Regions from separate parts of the Mus musculus genome. Here all the other regions are linked to region 3. Evidence: chromatin contacts called from public HiCAR-type, HiChIP or PLAC-seq and promoter capture Hi-C data. All regions are on one chromosome and are shown on one strand. Each heading gives the region's core, a stretch centred on a gene start, on an enhancer-like site or on the middle of the called end of the contact. The rest is flanking DNA. Distances are from core to core; before and after follow the strand shown. Region 1 holds the start of Ptprr (protein tyrosine phosphatase, receptor type, R). Region 2 has its middle 39 kb from the start of Ptprr. Region 3 holds the start of Lgr5 (leucine rich repeat containing G protein coupled receptor 5). Region 4 has its middle 28 kb from the start of 4930422I22Rik.

Region 1 (4,617 bases), core at 616-3,115, 430 kb before region 3:
TCAGTTGTACCATTAAACAGTATTGGATGTAAAACAATAACAGTGTTCATGTTTTCATCATCATATATTTTAACGTTAAATAATTACATGTGGCAATGAAATGTTTGCAAATAATTTAATGACCAAATCATAGCTTTTTCTCCCACTGGTTTTTCAAGATACCAGAGAACCACTGAACACCCCACAATGTAATATTGTATCTATGATAATTAACACACATCCTTAATTATAGCCTTATTGTTCCTATACATTGTTTGTTTCTAAATTCACAATGCATTTAAATAGCAATTGCTGGGACAAAAAAAGTACTACATCTCACTCCCATCATTGCATACATGAAAAAAAAAACACTCAGTCTTTTGGAGCACTATAACAAGGATTGTAGGTGTGTGTGTGTGTGTGTGTGTGTGTGTGTGTGTGTGTGTTCACAGTAGCATAATACACTCCCACTCGGTGTACTTAGAGAAATGAATGCGTGTGAAAGAAACTCAAAGAAAAGGTCTGTGCTTGCTACAGGATCACTGCATGGACAACTGCGGTCTCGGCAGGGTTCCTGAAATCTCTCTGCCATGTTTTATTTTGGTTCCCGTGTGTGAAAATCACCTAGGGTGCAGTCCAGTGAGCCTGTCCACAGGGTTAGAGGAGCCAGGTGACACCGAATATAAAATTCCTAGGCACTTTATCAGCTGTGCATCCCTAGAACTACACAGTGATTCTTGTGTCCAATCTATTTTTATGTGTTTACACTCTCGCTGCCTCCCATCCAATCTATCCTGGGGACACAGTGATAAAAAACCCCCAGGCTTGTCAGCGTGGTTGGGTTTTTCTTTACTGACTGCGGATACTGACCGTGGTGCTGAAATAGAGAGGAGCCTCCGGTTTGAAACCTTTCCTTCCTCTTATTGGTTCAGAAAACCCGAATGACAAGAGCAGGGGCCAAAGCAGCCTAGAGCAGCATGATGAATAAACCGAGCATTTGGCTCTTAGGGGCGGAGATGCAGACCGTCAGGTTACAGACAGGGCATCCCCGTGAGCGCTCGCTACACTGGGAGATCTTATGGATGTAGCCGCTGCAGTAGGAAGGGCTTCATCCAGCAGGGTGTCTCATCTCTTTTTCCCTGTAAAATGTGCAACCAAGCGCAAAGCCTAGAAGCACAAGCAGGAAAGCTCAATGGAGGGGGGACCAAATCTATATTCACATTAAAAACTGTTCACTCTTCGCCATGCAAGATAAAGAAGGGAGAGCTGAATTTAGCCTAAGTTTTCAGCCCTAGCCTTCCAACAGGTGCACTCTCTCACCCCTCAGACATTATCCCAAATCTTTCTCTGCCAGGCAAGCTTTCCCTGGAGTCCTCTAGCGTGTGCTGTTTCCCATCTTCTCCTTAGCTTCAGCTCTGAACCCCGCAAGCCCTTACCTGCAGCATGAAGATTAAGAAGCAGGCACAGCGCAGGGAAGCCGACCGCTCTCCTCATAGTGTGTGCATTGAGGGTCAGAGGAGAAACTCCGCCGCAACCCCACTCTAGGCTAAGTGCTATTTGAGAGAACCACTGCCAAGAGTCCTTTGATCCCGGGCATCCGATGACAGGGTCCTCCGCTGGGGTACACAGAGCAGTCTGTGGCGTGCCTACAGAACCGAGCACCTGCTTCCTCTCCGCAAGGGATGGGGAGATACGAGAGTAGGATGCTGCGGGAGATGGGGACTCGAGGCTGATGGGGGCAAGACGCTCAGAAGAGGTGAGAGTTTGGCCTTCTGGAAGCCCGCAGCCGGTGGTGACAGTGGGGTGGACTCTAGTGCCAGCCTCCGAGCCAGGCAGCGCCTCTGCTGCCTGTGCAGCTAGCAGCAGCCGAGACACACCGAGGCACTGAGCATGCCCAGCTCCGGCCCTGGCTAGGGAGTTTCAAATCGAAATTCCACCTCTCCGGGTCTTAGCTGAGACTGCGAGGGGAACAAGCTCCACGAGGAGGAGGAGGGGGAGGAGGGGCTGGAGGCTAGCTTTAGGGACCTCCTAAATCTGAGGTCCTAGAGTTCCTCCTAAATCTGGGCGGGGGGAGGAGTTGAGTGGGGAGGGAAGAGGCGGGGCCAGGACCACAGAAACCCAAGGAGGGAAGTGGAGGGGGCCACTCATCTGGTTCCTTCCTCACATTTTTGAATCACGCGTGGACTCAGCTCACTGTGGCAACTAAATGCTTGCAGGCTGACCAGTTTCCCAGTATGTCCCCACCCTAGTGAAGCATAGGCAAGCAGCGAGTTCTGGCCTGGTTGGGCAAATGTTCCCACTTACAGCCTGCTGTGTTTAAGCAAACGGGATATTCCGAGAGCGCCCCCTTCTTGCCAATGAGCTCACCCCAGGCTTCTTTCTTCCAATCTTTGTACTTCCACTAAATTCAAGCCTCAAGTCTTTGACTGGAGTGCTTGAAAACAGGGAGGTCATACTTACAGGGTAGGGAAGTACACCCGTGTAATACGAAGGAAAGGAACGGTCTTTGGTGTTTTATGGAAATAATTACCTAAGATTTTATCATTAATTTAAAAAATAATGTATTGGGGTATTTTGCTTGCATGCCTGTCTGTCCACCACGCCTGTGTGTCATTGCCCTCAGAGGTCAAATGAGGTTGTTAAAAGGCTAGGATTGGATTTATGGATGGTTGCGAACTGCCACGCGGTCGCAGGAATAAGACCCGGGTCTTCTGGGAAAGTAAGGAGAGCTTTTCACAGCTGAGCCACTCAAGCCTTATCAACTTAACTCGACTTCTCCGCTCCAATCCTGTACCTTTAACGAGGCTCGCACAGTGTGCAAATATATGCACTTTTAGTTCCTTTACCTAAGTTGGTAGGATGAAGATCCTTACCATTCTAGTGACTAATTACTCTAAGGCCAAATGTCCCTCAGCCAAGCTCCCTTCAAGACTGTTCATCTTCTGCTTCTATTCGCAGGTTTCCCTTCTGCCTCTTCGGCAATGGACCTCACTCAGACCACTGCCCACCCAGTTGCTTACAAAGGTCTAAATTTGTTTTTTTCTTAAGAAGCTTTGGGCTAACCTGACATTATAATGTCCTTCCTCTTCCCCGCTTTTTGAACACCGCCACACACACACACACACACACACACACACACACACACATATATATATATATATATATATATATATATATATATATATTTTTTTTTTCCTCTCTCTCTCTCAAACGGTTCGTTTATCTGTGACACACATTTCGCCAACTGCAGGCTCTTTGAGAAGCTCTAAATTTTGCATTAACTTAAATTGAATAAAATCGTGCTGGCCAAATACGAGGTAGTAATAAGTGCTCATTGAATTGAACTGCGAGGCTCATTGAGTGCTTTCTTCCTGCATCCCCTGAGGACTGAGACAGCTAATAGGAAGCCAGATAATCAACAGAACCGAAATTAGGACCGGCCTCAAAGGCTCTGGGTGCTCAGGCAGTGCCACCTATTTCTTTTATAATTTTTTGTATCAAGAGCTCTGAGAAGACAAGGCCAGGAATTAAACTCTAACAGGTGGAGTGTGAGCAAGATGACATGTATTTTTAATACCTCACCATTCTCTCTGTCCTAAAAATAGAAGCATAAAAAGCACTCTTGCTGCTCCCCTGGTTGTGCCTGTGACTGTAGTGGGCTCTGCCTCTGAGGACCAGAGTTTCGCCGAGACTTTTCTGCAATCTTTTCTGCAGCTTTGACCCTTGCATCAGAGTTTCTTTTTCTGTTTCTGTTTGCCATATTATTTTCTGATATACAGGCAGTTATATTTCTATAGTTTATATTCTTTCATCCATACTCCTTTGGCCCTAGGATACAATCTCTAGAATGACAGAGTTGTAGACAGGGTTTCTATTCCTGCACAAAACATCATGACCAAGAAACAAGTTGGGGAGGAAAGGGTTTATTCATCTTACACTTCCCACATTGTTGTTCATCACCAAAGGAAGTCAGGACTGGAACGCAAGCAGGTCAGGAAGCTGATACAGAGGCCATCGAGGAATGTTACTTACTGGCTTGCTTCCCTTGGCTTGCTCAGCTTGCTCTCTTATAGAACCCAAGACTACCAGCCCAGGGATGGCACTGCCCACAAGGGGCCTTTCCCCCTTGATCACCAACTGAGAAAATGTCTCACAGCTGGATCTCATGGAGGCATTTCCCCAACTGAAACTCCAACCTTTGTCAAGTTGACACACAAAACCAGCCAGTACAGACTTTTGGGGGGCTTTACTCACTTTAAGTAACCCAACTGCCCAGACCAACACTTCACACAACAACCATGCTCAAAACCAATAAAGGTCATCTGGATGAGATGCTCCAAAACAGGTGGGCAGCCTGGCTGGTACTGCTACTGAATTTATCTCCCAGATGCACTGTATACCCATGTTTAGAGGTAAGTGGAGTAAAATCCTTCTTAGCTATGACTGCTGGTGCATGGATGGAGTCAGGAGGGAAATAATATCAGTGTGCTTGCAGAAGATGCACCTTCCTAATTTTATGCCTCTTTAAAACAATATTCAAGCTTACATAAGTGTTCAAGAAGATAATATGGCTACAGTCATGAATCCATGCTGCATCAGTGCCAAGAATATCTTGCTTTTCCATAGATAATTCTAACC
Region 2 (4,504 bases), core at 1,177-3,676, 390 kb before region 3:
GACAGCTACAGTGTACTTACATGTAATAAATAAATAAATCTTTAAAAAATAAATAAATAAATGTAACCTTTTGAAGTGTGGGTGAAGCTAACAAGATTTCGTTTTTATCACCGAGTGCTCTTAGCATGATTTGAATCTAAAAGAACTATTGACTTTTGAAACGTCTTCCAAATGCCAAGTATTGGGGCTGGAGATGAGAAACCCAAAACAAGCCTACTGGTCTTTTCCATTCCTTCTCGTTCCTAGGTGAGGAGTTGCTGGCATCAGTACAACCTCCTTCAAGTCTTCTGAGGCCCTATGGCACCCACTCAAGATTCTGCTGGTGGCTTTGGTTGTTTCAATCATCACACACTCATACTTTGGACAATGGATTGCACTACCGACCAGAAATCAATTCTTTAATGGGCCAGCTCATCTGGTTGTTTCCACAATACATTCTGATTTAGCATTCAATCCCTCAGCCTCTTACTTAGCAAATAACATGAGAACAGTATACTCTTGTTGAGCTGAACACTACATCTCCCTCATTGATAAACCTTATGCCAATATAGACCTGATTATTCTAGGAGTTTACTGTTTTAAGATGAAAATAATTCTCCTTATTTCAGTCGAGAAAAGGAACGCTACTGCTTCTTGTGGATATTTGTACTGTGTTACATGTAAAAAAAACCACAAAAGATTTGTGTAGCTGCACAGCAAATAGAATGTCATGTCTGTCATTAGATATGAAGCTTGGGGAAGGAAAAGGGATTTGATCCACTTTAGTTCACTTCACAGAAGAACCAGAGAATATGGCTGCCCTGAAGGATAAAGGCTTCTCTCTCCTGACACTTTCTGAGTTCTGGCCTGTCCTACATTAATCATTCTGAATGTGACTCTCCCCCATGGCCCAGTGAGTTATGGATCAATCACAGTGCTTTCAAAGTGCTGTAATTTCATACATATTTCAACACAGACCTAAGATCTCCCATATACTTTGGCCATCCCAGGAAAATACTTCATAGGCCAGTAACCTAATATGCTTAGTAAGCCCTGAGGGGCAGTATGTCACTGGAGCTTCAGGGGTAAAACTATACCAAACTCCACCTGTATCTGGTTTTTCTTTTTCCTGTTTGTAAAAAGGTTTATATTTTATCTTTAGCTGAATACCACTTATGCAATTATACAAAAAAAAATTAATCAGTGTTTTTCAACTAAGAATCTATTTTGAATTTCAGTTAAAACTGTTTCTGCATGCATTGAAAAAAACCTTGGAGCTTAAAAAAAGAAAGAAAGAAAGAAAAAATGAATTGGGCAGACATTGCTTGATTAAAGCCAACTTATACAGTCATGCCACCAATAGAGAGCTATAAATATTATCTCCTGTTGCTTGTGTTTCAACATCCAAAAATATTTTGAACTGAGCATAACACTCACTTCCTGTGAGAGCTTCCATAAGTTATGATATAGACAATCTGTGTATATTTTGCTTAGGATAACAATCCGGGTAATTTTCTGTTTCAATTCCTGGAATTTTTATAGTTTTTTAGAACAATTTTCTTACATGAAGACAGTACTGTCAAGTAACCGATAATCAAAACAAGATATATGTGTGTGTGTGTGTGTGTGTGTGTGTGTGTGTGTGTGTGTGTATACATACATATACACACACCAACCACTTGGCTTTTTCAGTAGTAAGCATGGATTTGAATTTTTGTATATTTTGTACTTTCTGTCTCTAACCAAATTATACATGGTGGAAATAGCCAGAATTAGATACAAAAATGCTAACTTACCTAACAAATGATTGAACCCAGAGCACCAGTTTGATGGGTTTGCCAAGTCAGTTTTTTGTTACATGGTAGCCTCTTAAATAAGGAACAGGGCAAGCTGGAGTTGGTTAGTCAAACTCCTTTCTGTACATCAAGGAAGGACTAATTGTTTCTTGTAAGAAATGTCTCTCTTTCTACTTGCTTTGATATTGACTACACGCCTGAATAATTTAGGAAATTTATTGCAGCAGTTTTTGAAAAGAACTTTCTTCTGACATGTCGCAGGATAAAAAAGCATCAGGTTTCGGTAATAGTTTTTGACTGTGTTTTGATAAAAGTATTCTGTTATTCTACTCTTGGGCAAGAAGAAGTTGATAGTTTGTTTCATTTCAGAATTACCTAGTCAGGGAACATTATAAGGTCAAAAGATGCTTTCCCCACCTATGGTTCTCCGCCTTCCAAGCGCTCCCCAAATACCCCAAATAAACTCCTTCCAAATACAGGTCATACATAGAGATCCCACAGGCAAGGCCATCTGATGTAAGGCTTTAAAGTTTTGATGCTGACAAATTCCACAGAGATATTGATATCTAGTTTCCTCACACTCCCTCATTTCCTCTCGCTCTCTGGGATGTTAAAACTGTTTCCAGCACCACGTGTTTTCGTTTGGCCGCTCTTGCTGTATTTGGAACGAAGCTGACTCTGTGCTGGCCTCGGGACTGCCTATAGGGATTAACACACAGGGTGGGGAAACTTTCTCGAACAGGATGGTGACAGCTCCCTCAAGCCTACTAACTATGAGGCAAGGTCTCCTGGCATCCACTTTTCAAACTCAAAGAACAAAGGACTGACCTCTAGTCAAGGACTGAGGATTTTTTTGACATTACCTGTTCTCAACTGTCACGTTTGCTTGCCAAAGTGAGGATAAAATTTCACTTTTTTGTTGTTGTTGTTATTGAAGCACTCTCTTATATTCTTCATGTTTTCAAGCATCCTGTCTTTGGCTCTGGACCACTCCCCAAACAGTACAGTGGCAGGCAATTAGATATGCATAGTTTACACCACGACTGTTTAATAACCACACCGTTGAGCTTCCTGTCAGCCGTCAGTCATTTTAGTTCAGTTATTAATAAAACTTTTGAACCCTGTGTAGGCTCAATTTCAGCTGACACGAAGAAATGGTTTGGACACACAGGAAATTCAGTGTTCAGACAAAAGGATATTAGAACTGAAGAGGGGGTGACTTGTTCATAAACGCAGACACTTGTGATAAAGTTATGTCATCATAAAGTTTTAAATATCCTGAGTCAAAATGTCTTCAGCAAACAACCCATCCAACATCACAGCTTGGCAACAACACTCAGTGGAGTGTTGATGGCTTTCCTGTGTGATCTCATGGCTGAGTGGAGGCTGTGATTCTCTGTGACAGTTCAGTATGTTGAGAACGTGTCTTACCATACATCACTAACCTGGGAAAAGATTAAACTCCAGGATGGAAAAGCATTGTCTCCACTGAAGCCTGTGACTTTCTCATCACCATAAAACCTGAAAGTCTCAACTGAAGCAGATTAAGTCAAAGAGCATTTGGGCCTCCCCTATTCTAAATTTCTAGTGAATTACAGAGTGACCACAAGGGCCTACAGACAACACCCCAACGGGGGCAAACATTAACTTATTTTGAGGCAGGACCTCATTATATATCCCTGACTAGCCTGGAGCTCTCTATGTAGACCAAGCTAGCACTGCACTCAGAGATCTACTTACCTGTGCTTCATGGGTGCCAGGATCAAGACAAGCACCACCAGGCCCAGCCTAAAGCTAACGTTTTGTTGTTTGGTATTAAAACAGAATCTCCTGTGGAGCCATCAACCTCGGGATCCCCCTACTTGTACCCCACAGGCACTGGTAACACAGACACGCATCGCCGCAGCCAGCCCAAGGTTAGCATGTTTTAGATTTAACTCATCTAGATGACTCAGGATCAATAATGAAATGTTTCCTATTCTTGGTATTTTATTAGACAGTCAAAAAAAAAGGGGGGGGAGTAGGGATCAGTTTGAAAGAGACCTCACTTGTCTTGGCAATGGCAATGTTGCTGATAGAAAGGTATACCTATCTACCACTGAGATTTAGATTTTAATTCTAGATTTCCTCTAAATGTGTGACTCTGAACAAGTCACAATCAGTGAATATTTTTCAAATTTTACAATATATATATATATATATATATAATATAGTATATACACACACAATATATATAGTATATATAGTATATGTGTGTGTGTATATGTATATATATATTGCTTTTCATTTAACAAGTTTGGAGAGATAGCTCAGCAGCTGAGAACTCTAGTTTTTCCTTCCCGAGGATCAGAGTCAATTCCCAGCGCTTACACAGTAGCCAGCAACCATCTGTAATACCATTTCCAGAGGACTTGATGCCCTCTTCTGGCATCCACAGACACTGTTACACACAGAACACAGACATACACACAGGCAAAACAATCCTACACATAAAATAAAAATAAATAAATCTTTTTTTTACAAAAAAGATTATAGCTATACACAAAACAAAGAACCCATCACTTAAGAGGTAGCATAATCTTAACTTTTAATTTGCTTTGTGGATGTCTTGGTGTCAAATAGAAAATGCTAGTCTGAACTTAGCCCTGCTTGACCAGATCGAAGAGTCAAATGTGTATTCAGTCGACCTTTGAAAATTCCCTGAACACTGATTTTCCATAAAGACACCT
Region 3 (4,394 bases), core at 1,818-4,317:
AGGTGAAAATGACATCATCCCTGAATCCTACAACCTCGTATGTGACTGTGTATGTGTCACTCTAAAGGCCCAGTCAATGCTATTGCTCATTACCAGTCAATTTGAAACGTTTATAAATTAGATGCTATTTTCAAGAAAGCAGAGATCATTCTCGAAAGTCTTATTGAAACTTTCCTTTTGGGTGTGAGACATTTGATTTTGCTGTGTTTCGTCTTTTGGTGAAACTTAAGTCATCCACATACATCTCTACTCAAGAAATAAACTTCCCACCAGCTGTAGAATTCCCTTTGTGAACTCTTTCACAGGGTTGTCAAGAGCTTTAAGAACCATCAGGCCCTCTGAAGTCCTATGCTTTCAAGGTTTCTACTGAGCTGGGTTGTAAATTGGCCATGGGGGGATTCTTACTCACTGAGTCAAGCAACTAGCAAAACTATGTGTTCATGCACTTGGGGATGGGAGCAGAAGGATTTAGATTCAGGCGACCTTAAAAATTTACTTCTAAGAATCCATTTATTGCCGGTGAGATTTCTCTATAAGGCAGAAGCTGAACCTTCTCTGAACTCAGAATGTTAGTCTTAGAGCTTATGGAGTCAGAGTGAGGGTCCTCTGACTCCAGGATCCACAACAATCCTCCAATCAGACCCAGGCCACTCTCCTGGGGTCAGCTATAAGGCTGACCAATTCAAAGTCTGGGAGGCAGCTCCAAAAGGAGAATTATGGAGTATTCTTACCAATGGGAGGTAAATGTTGAATATGCAAAATGGAGAGAGGAAGGGAGGGGGAAGAAGGGGAAAAGAAAAATAGAAGGACGATGTAATTGATGCCCCCATCTTTATTTGACATATCTGTCTTCCTGTTTTATCAAATCAGAAACTTTTCTGCCCCAACTTCGTGTGTTAACAAGCTTCAACACTGCCCCCCCCCCCAAAAAAAAAAAAGAAAGAAGAGGAAAATCACTGATGGCTTGTAAATTTGGCATGGGCCAAGTTCCAGACACTGTAACATCTAGAACAACCAAGATAAATAACACCTCCACCACTTTACCGGAATGGTTACTGAGACTTGGCTCATTTGGGGTCTGCGATCAAGCACCATGAAGCTGGAAGAATCTAGATTCACATGCAGTTCTACCCGACCCACTCCACGGCAACGCTATGCTCCTTTGGGTAACACTGACATCAAAGGGCGTTGTTTGGTGCTTTTAAACAGATTGTGGGCACAACCATTTCTGCATGCCTAGACCCTTCCCTCAAAGGGATCAAGCTAAAGTTGATTAAACACTTGAGATAAATGATCCTTGAGTAAAGAAAGGTAACTAAGGTCTAGGACACTGCAGACATCTCCGATTGTATCCCTACAGGTACCCATGCAATCCACAGAAAGAGTGAGAGTCTCCAGTTCCATTTTTTTAAATGGAAGGAAAATAGGTAATGAGTCAGCATTGTCTAAGTGTGGATGGAATGGCTGAAAAAGACAAAAACCAGTGAGAGTGGGCAGAGGACAGGCGCAGTGGGTGTATTGTGAATGAGAGAGGAGGTAAGGGAAAGAACACAGTGAGGGGAATGCATTGGCTTCCCAGAAACCAAGTCTAACTCATGGCATGGTTCTCCATGGAACTACTCTTCCCAGATCCTAGGCTGTGATTTCTTCCCTTAATAAATGAATAAGATGAGAAAGACCATGACTGCGCTCTGCAAGTGTGTGTGTGTGTGTGTGTGTGTGTGTGTGCATGTGTGTGTGTCCGTCCCCCAAACCTTATCAAGGAGAAACACAAACTTACTGAAAACAGGCCTCACCCAACAAAAATCCATACTCGGACTATAGGTTCAAATGAAATAATATAAGTTCATAAATATGCATGTATCCGTATATGGCTATATCAGGCAGGTGAAGAGGCAAGTTTAGGAACCACTCCTAGGACTAAAAGGTGATAAATATGTCACATAAAGGAAAGTCTTCCTGCTTTTAAAATTCAGTTTCTCAGATAAATTCCACTGGACAGACTAAGAATCAAATCTAGGTGGACTTGAATGCCAAAGGGCTACCGGACTTCCTGTGGTCCAGAGGGGAAAGTTGGCAAAGTAGGCTTGGCCTGAAATCCACAGCTGTTCGCTCAGGTGTGGTCGACTTTTACTTCACTGAGGTCTAGTTCCAAAAGGGGGGGAGGGAAAAAGGGAAGAGGAGGGAGGGAGGGTGGGAGGGAGGGAGAGTGAGAGGGAGGGAGAGAAGAATGGAGGGGGGGAGGGAGAACCAAATCTTCAGGTTCTTCTTTCTTCTCATCCTTTTTCCCAGCAGAATTCCCTGTTGGTGTGTAAGAACTTCCTTCTTTCATTAGTGTTCTTCCAAGGTGTCTGAAAGGAGGCCTAGGAGACTCACCTGAGTGGGGTGGCTCTTGGTTTTAAGATCCCTCCACAAGTGAACAGCGTGAGAATATCACCCCCACCCCGAGGCCGCTGCCTTTTTAAAGCCAGTTTGCTTCCCTGGTCCAGGGTGAATTGGGAGGACCCTGGAGTACCAGCTTACTAGTTTTATTTGTTTAGCGATTTCTTTGAGGCTTTGATAGTTGAGCAAGAGGGAGCCAGACAGCGCCCTGATGGAAGGATCAAAAAGGCCACCCATCTTCCCGGGGGACTCCTGCTCTCCTTCTGTGATGCCAATCTTTCGGATCAGATTTTGGTCCTTTTAACAAGCACTGCATGCATCCCCCTAGGTTATCTGACATGGACCAGAGAAAGCCTGTGTTATCTTTCAGTCCCTAAGTGTCCCCTTAGGTTGTTTTGAAGCAAGTCCCCTTTAGCTTTCACATCTCAGTCGCGGGTACCCAGGAACTGTAGAGGATGGGTGCAGGTGGGGGACCCCTGCCGGGCCCGGGACGCTGGGTGCAGGTACCCACCCATTGGAAGCGCCCAGCACTCCCCAAGACCTCAGGCTGCCAGCCGCCCGCGCAGCCGGGTCCAGGGATGGTGGGAGGGAGGAGGGAAAGCGAGGCCGGGCTCGGGGTGCCTGGAAAGCAGGGCTGCGCTGACGTCACTGGGCGCGCAATTTGGCTGGAGCGCTTTAAAAAAGGAGCGTGCGAGCGGAGATGCTGCTGCACACAGCTCAGACCGCCTGCAGCAGCAACAACGCTCACAGCCACTGCGGCGACTTCAGAGAGAGGGCTCCCGAGGCCGGTGGGACCACGATTCTCTGCGCGGTCCCCACGGGGCTACGACCCGGCAGACGCCCATTGGGGTTGCAGACGTCTGGTGAGCTGCAGAAGCCGGTGGAGAAGAGCCCGGAGCGCCTCGGTTCTGCATCAGCCCCGGCGCTGCCCTCTACAGGCTCCCTGCTCTCTGCTCCCAGTCTCGGGCACCATGGACACCTCCTGCGTCCACATGCTCCTGTCCTTGCTGGCGCTGCTGCAGTTGGTGGCCGCCGGCAGCTCACCGGGACCAGATGCGATACCGCGGGGCTGCCCATCACACTGTCACTGTGAGCTGGATGGCAGGATGCTGCTCAGGGTGGACTGCTCGGACCTGGGGCTCTCGGAGCTGCCCTCCAACCTCAGCGTCTTCACCTCCTACCTGTAAGTGACCCCCCCCCCCGCCTCGCTGCGGGCACCGAGCTCAAAAGGGATGGGGTATAGGTGGGAAACCTCGGCTGGGGCTCCCCACAGGCACACGCCTGCTCCGGAGGGGGCAGGCGAGTTTGCCAAGGGCATTCTGACCAGACCTGTTGTGCCTCCAGAGAAAGGCACGTGTCTCTCTCTCTGACAGAGCAGAGCCTAGCTTTCTGTACCCTGGGAGAAGGAGCTTAAAGCGCACTGGGGCAGAGAGCCGGTGCGCAGGCTGCTTTGCAGTGCCGCGCCTGGCAGGACGCAGGACCAGTCCCTCCGAATGTGCGCATTTGTGTGCTGAGTGGGGGTTTGTGCTCAGGGACCTGGGACCCAAGGGCAGGCTGTCCTATTGCTCACAGGCGCGACCTCTGCGTCTGGGCTGAAAAACTTTCCCTGCAAGAGAAACACAACTTCTTCAACCCCCCCCCCGGGGGGGTGCTGCTCTGCACACACCGCCCCCCCCACACACTGGAGTGTGGTGAAATCTCTTTTCTTTTTTTCTTCCTTTTTTTTTTTAAACAAAGTGATTAAAATGTGGCAACCACAAACCCCCGATTAGAGCTGCCAGAACGTTATCTTTACCTTTGGCTGGCCGAACCGCCCTTTGAAGTGCCGCCGGCCACATTGTAATCTTTAACCATCTCCTCCCCCGCCGCAGCTAAGGGAAGTGGGCTGAAGGCAGCCGGGCGGGTAAACAGGGGCGCCGCTGACATCCAAAGGGGGACCTGGAGCTTTCTATCGGCCCCTGGGAATTGTCCTAGCTTTTCTGCTCCTGCTATGGCGTCCAAATCCCCGACCG
Region 4 (4,248 bases), core at 622-3,121, 310 kb before region 3:
TCAGTTTCAGAGAAGTTTAGCTGCTCAAAAGACATAGAAACCAGTTAACTGCCTCCAGCCTATTGAGCTCCCTGGAGGTGTGCAGTGTTCCAGGTTCTCAGGTTTTGTGAGTTGTCACCCATGCAGGGGAGAGCTTTGCTGATGCAGCTGTCTTTGAGTCATTTCTGCTTCTGTAAGTAACCCCTCACGCATACTTCTGTAAGGAACACCAATAAAATTCATTGGTTCTCTGAGTTGAACTTTGGTGGTATTCATCCTTTGGTCTGCATCAGCTTCCTATCTGAGGTGAATAGATGTTGGTACATGTCTCCCCAGGAATAGTGTCTCATAACGAGGCTGTTCTGTGTTTCCATTAATCTCACAAAGACAGGAAATCTAAAACAAAATCTAAGTACAGTCGATTTCACCCACCTCATAGTAGATGAGTAGCTGTATCTAAACTGCAGACAGGGTCAGCTGCCTCTCACCTGGTCTCTGGGCTGCATTTGCCTGAGTCTCACTGAAGTTTCTAATCTGCTGGGGATGACAGCAGGATTTGATAGTGCTTGGTTTTTATAAGCACGGTGTCTAAAGCTAAGCCACTTATCTCATCTGAGGCTCATCCTATGAAACGCTGACCCAACCTTCACCCATGTAAAACAAAGAACCCATGATCGGTGATTACTGAGAAATGTTATCAGTGATGTCACGCCTTCCTAGGGCTCTGGCAACAATGGTCACCTTAGTCACCAATGCTAGCTTATAGTGGGGGGATCATCAGTCTCCATTTCTGACTGAGGAACTGTGGACAGTTGATGGCTTCTGGTGGGGAGGGCAAGTCAGTTTTCTTTAAAGGTATTGCTCTTGGTGGGTAGATGGGCTCCCACTGATATATATATATATATATATATATATATATATACATATATATATATATATATATATATATATATATATATATATATATATATATATATATATATATACCATACATTGGACTTGATGCATTATTAGGCAGACAAACAAATAGATAATGAGGACATAAGTTGAGACTGAAGGTAGATGGGTAAGAATAGATCTTAGAGGAAGGCTGTATATGACCAAAACACATTGTATGAACTGTGCAAAGAATTAATAAAAATATACTTTTAAATAAAAAGAATAATTTAAAGCAGAGGGAAGTAGAAGTGACGCAAAATAATAGAGACAAATTCCTGGTAGACTATTTAGTCTGCATCTATCTAGTAATAACTTTTCCTTTGCAGTCAAGTGAACCAATAAACTCCCATTTGTATTAGTTTAAACAAATTCCTGTGAGTGCTGAATGGTGTATGCCTTCTACCAATGTAGCTTCATATCTCTGGATTTATCTTATTTGATACAGATACCACATTCTACCTTGTTTTATCCGTTCCCCCAAACATTTAAGTTCTATGTGTGTGTCTTTTATTTTTTTAATTTTATTTTTTTTTGGGTTCCTTAGCAGAGTGCCTAGTACTTAATAAATACTGAAAGACTCGAAGCATCCTCTATGGTGCCCAGGGGACTGGCTAAGAAAGGTGAAGACATCGTTCTTTTCCATGAGGAGTTTATAAATTACTGTTAATTATTCCCAGATGGGGGTGTATTCATCGTCATTCCTCAGCTCCAGCTATGAATTTGAAGACCCGTTAATTATGCCTCCATCAGATGGTTCTGCAGCTAGGTCCATCCACCTTTCCCTCCTGGCTATGCCACTGTATCTCTGGACGCTGGCTTGCCCACTTGGCTGAACTGTCTTCAAATAGCCTTCCTTCACATGCGATTAATCCGTCTGCATGAGAGCAGTGCTTCAGGGGGAAGGAGTGAAAGGGCAGGAGGAAGGAAAATGGGGGAAAGTGAAACCACACGAAATGGGCACGGACCCAAAGACATTTCTGAAGTCTGTGGTGAAATTCTCTTCTGGCACCGCTACATAACAATAGCACATCATTTTCATTAACTTGAACAAACAAAACCAAACAGAGATTAAAAACCAGTACAGATGTGATATAACTTTCCACTCCTAGCATAGACTCAGCAGCCGTGTGGAACCACTTCCCTTAACAAGGCAGGCCATGTTCTCTCAGTCTGTCCCAGGACAAATAGCACATGGGGCTGGGAGACAGCCACCCGTTCTCAGCTCTGGACAGCATCACTTGCTCTCTCCACAATCCTCTTTCCTGAAGACTGATGGGACCCTCACATTCTCCCCTCTACCCTTTGCCTCCCCATTCTTTTTCTTACTGCCCTTAATGATGCACCTCATACCTAGAACCATCTTGGGTCCTTTGATGCCAGACACCATAATCCCCTTCCTCTCATATGGAAGCCTCTTTGCACTGAGACATCCAAGGCTGATGTCACTGCAGAGCTGCCTTGCACAACCTGAGGGACTTTATCATTATCTCATGAATCACAACCATCTGAATTCCATTTCCTTGGATGGAGGCCCTGTCTGGTGTGTGCTCTGCACAGCTCCACCCAAAGGGATGGCACTCAATAAATAACAAGTTGTGATGATAACAATACTGTGAATATATACTCCAGAAATATGTCACAAAGAATGGATGACTGTTAGCTGTCTGGCCTCCAATGGACTTTCTCCTGGGGGAGTCTCACATGCTATACATCAGTGGTTTCCCAGTTGTGAGAGGTAGCAGAAAGTCCTCATGGAATTTGGGACAAAGGGAGAACAGAATAACAACAACAACAACATGCTGCAAGGAACTTTAGGATTGCCCTTAGTGAGGAAAATGAGATGCAGTAAGACCCACACCGAAATGCCAAAAGCTCTTAAGGATACTCTTCCAGAAGATGTTAGCTCTGACATTGAGCAGGCAGGGTCTGTGAATTTTTAAGATCTGTTTCTTTAATACAAAATGAGAATAGCCTGTTCTCCCTCATTTATAGGACTGGATGAGAATCAAATAATAGAAGAGCTGTGGCAGCAAGCAGCTCACACATGATTGTGTAATCACCTGCCAGGCGCTATTGGTGAAACATATGTGAACTAAGTTAACCATCAAACAGCCCTAGAAATTGGCTCCTCTAGTGGGTGGGTGTGTGTGTGTGTGTGTGTGTGTGTGTGTGTGTGTTTGGGAAAGGGTCACCTGCTGTCATGTGTGCAGGTGCATTTGAGTACATGTGCTTGCAAAGATGAGAAGTTAACTTCAGATGTTCAGATGTAGTCACCCACCTTGGATTTTGCTGGTAGCGGAGGTGGTGGTGGTGTTGGTGGTTTGCACTTTTCTGTTCTTTTTTAAAAGCAAGAATAATGTCCTTCACTGAGACCAGAAACCTAACAATTCAAACAGGCTAGCTAGCTAACCAGCCACAGGGGTCCTTCTGTCCCAGCAACTCCAGAGATGGGGATGAAACACAGGTCGTAGTGCCTAACAGCAAGCACTTTGCCACCTGAGCCATCTGCTCAATGCCTAGCTATTGTTTTTTACTTGTACGTGTATGTGTGTGTGTGTGTGGGGGGGGGGGTGATGGAGGCAGGGCTCAGAGAAGTCTACTTATTATTCCAGTTTTTCAAAACTATTATTAAACCAGTGAAATAGTAGCTCAGTGAAGAAGCAACATTTTAACATAGAGGTCACTCATGACCTGCTATCCAATCTAGGAGCATAGTAGAAGCGAGCAATATAAATCAAGAAATGTTTGATATTGTATTATATACTATGGAAATCTGAAGGATCATCAGAAATAGCCAACAGTATATAAATAATAATTTATAATAGCATAAAAATAAACTGATGGTTTTGTACCAGCCTGTAAAATACTGTTCGTATGTGGCTATCTCAATAGGCAAAAGATATGGCCATTTTGGGCTCTATCTTCAAGCGATTAAATCTCACTGGTCTGCTTTGGGCCTGAGAGAAACTTCTGTATGCCAGAGCATTTTCCAAAACTCGTCCTATAAATATTAGTTGATATTTCATATTTCCACAAAGGTAGAGGGATACTGTTGAAAATAGTAACTCAGAGCCAGGCGTGGTGGCGCACACCTTTAATCCCAGCACTCGGGAGGCAGGGGCAGGCAGATTTCTGAGTTCGAGGCCAGCCTGGTCTACAAAGTGAGTTCCAGGACAGCCAGGACTATACAGAGAAACCCTGTCTCGAAAAACCAAAAAAAAAAAAAAAAAAAAAAAAAGAAAGAAAGAAAGAAAGAAAATAGTAACTCAGAATTCCTGACGGTGGACACCAGAGCTCCTTGAGATACTTTTCTTTATTTAGTCCAATTCA

What was found. Promoter capture Hi-C pulls out the DNA fragments that hold promoters and counts their contacts. HiCAR-type assays count read pairs that join an accessible place to other places. HiChIP or PLAC-seq counts read pairs in DNA pulled down with a chosen protein or histone mark.
Region 1: a contact with region 3 is called in an H3K27ac HiChIP or PLAC-seq map of SST interneurons, with 9 times the contacts expected there. The contact joins the promoter of Ptprr here to the promoter of Lgr5 in region 3. A contact is called at or near these places in 15 of 39 promoter capture datasets (the 3T3-L1 cell line, 3T3-L1-derived adipocytes, cranial neural crest and 7 more), 3 of 484 Hi-C or Micro-C datasets (all in embryonic stem cells), 4 of 115 datasets of contacts at active chromatin or transcription factors (SST interneurons, astrocytes and embryonic stem cells) and 2 of 9 other capture datasets (adipose tissue and embryonic stem cells).
Region 2: a promoter capture Hi-C map of hippocampal neurons shows a contact between it and region 3, with 3 times the contacts expected there. The contact joins the enhancer-like site here to the promoter of Lgr5 in region 3. A contact is called at or near these places in 11 of 39 promoter capture datasets (the 3T3-L1 cell line, cancer-associated fibroblasts, cranial neural crest and 7 more) and 1 of 9 other capture datasets (embryonic stem cells).
Region 4: a HiCAR-type map of fibro-adipogenic progenitors shows a contact between it and region 3, with 3 times the contacts expected there. The contact joins the enhancer-like site here to the promoter of Lgr5 in region 3. A contact is called at or near these places in 5 of 39 promoter capture datasets (the 3T3-L1 cell line, HPC-7-derived erythroid cells, liver and 1 more) and 1 of 115 datasets of contacts at active chromatin or transcription factors (fibro-adipogenic progenitors).

Annotation. Positions count from the first base shown.
Region 1 is chr10:116,015,611-116,020,227 of GRCm38.p6, reverse strand. It overlaps Ptprr (protein tyrosine phosphatase, receptor type, R), which reads right to left and starts at 1,865. Exons shown (of 14, transcript NM_011217.2): 1 at 1,416-1,865. The coding sequence starts at 1,473.
Region 2 is chr10:115,977,128-115,981,631 of GRCm38.p6, reverse strand. No RefSeq gene overlaps it. Among named protein-coding and RNA genes, the nearest start is that of Ptprr, 39 kb to the left of the region's middle. Within about 2 kb of position 2,426, at least 6 of the 459 cell types and tissues checked have an H3K27ac peak or open chromatin away from gene starts, as enhancers often do.
Region 3 is chr10:115,586,453-115,590,846 of GRCm38.p6, reverse strand. Lgr5 (leucine rich repeat containing G protein coupled receptor 5) reads left to right here and starts at 3,067. Exons shown (of 18, transcript NM_010195.2): 1 at 3,067-3,565. The coding sequence starts at 3,354.
Region 4 is chr10:115,895,149-115,899,396 of GRCm38.p6, reverse strand. No RefSeq gene overlaps it. Among named protein-coding and RNA genes, the nearest start is that of 4930422I22Rik, 28 kb to the right of the region's middle. Within about 2 kb of position 1,871, at least 28 of the 459 cell types and tissues checked have an H3K27ac peak or open chromatin away from gene starts, as enhancers often do. A contact at or near this core is called in fibro-adipogenic progenitors, where this site is marked.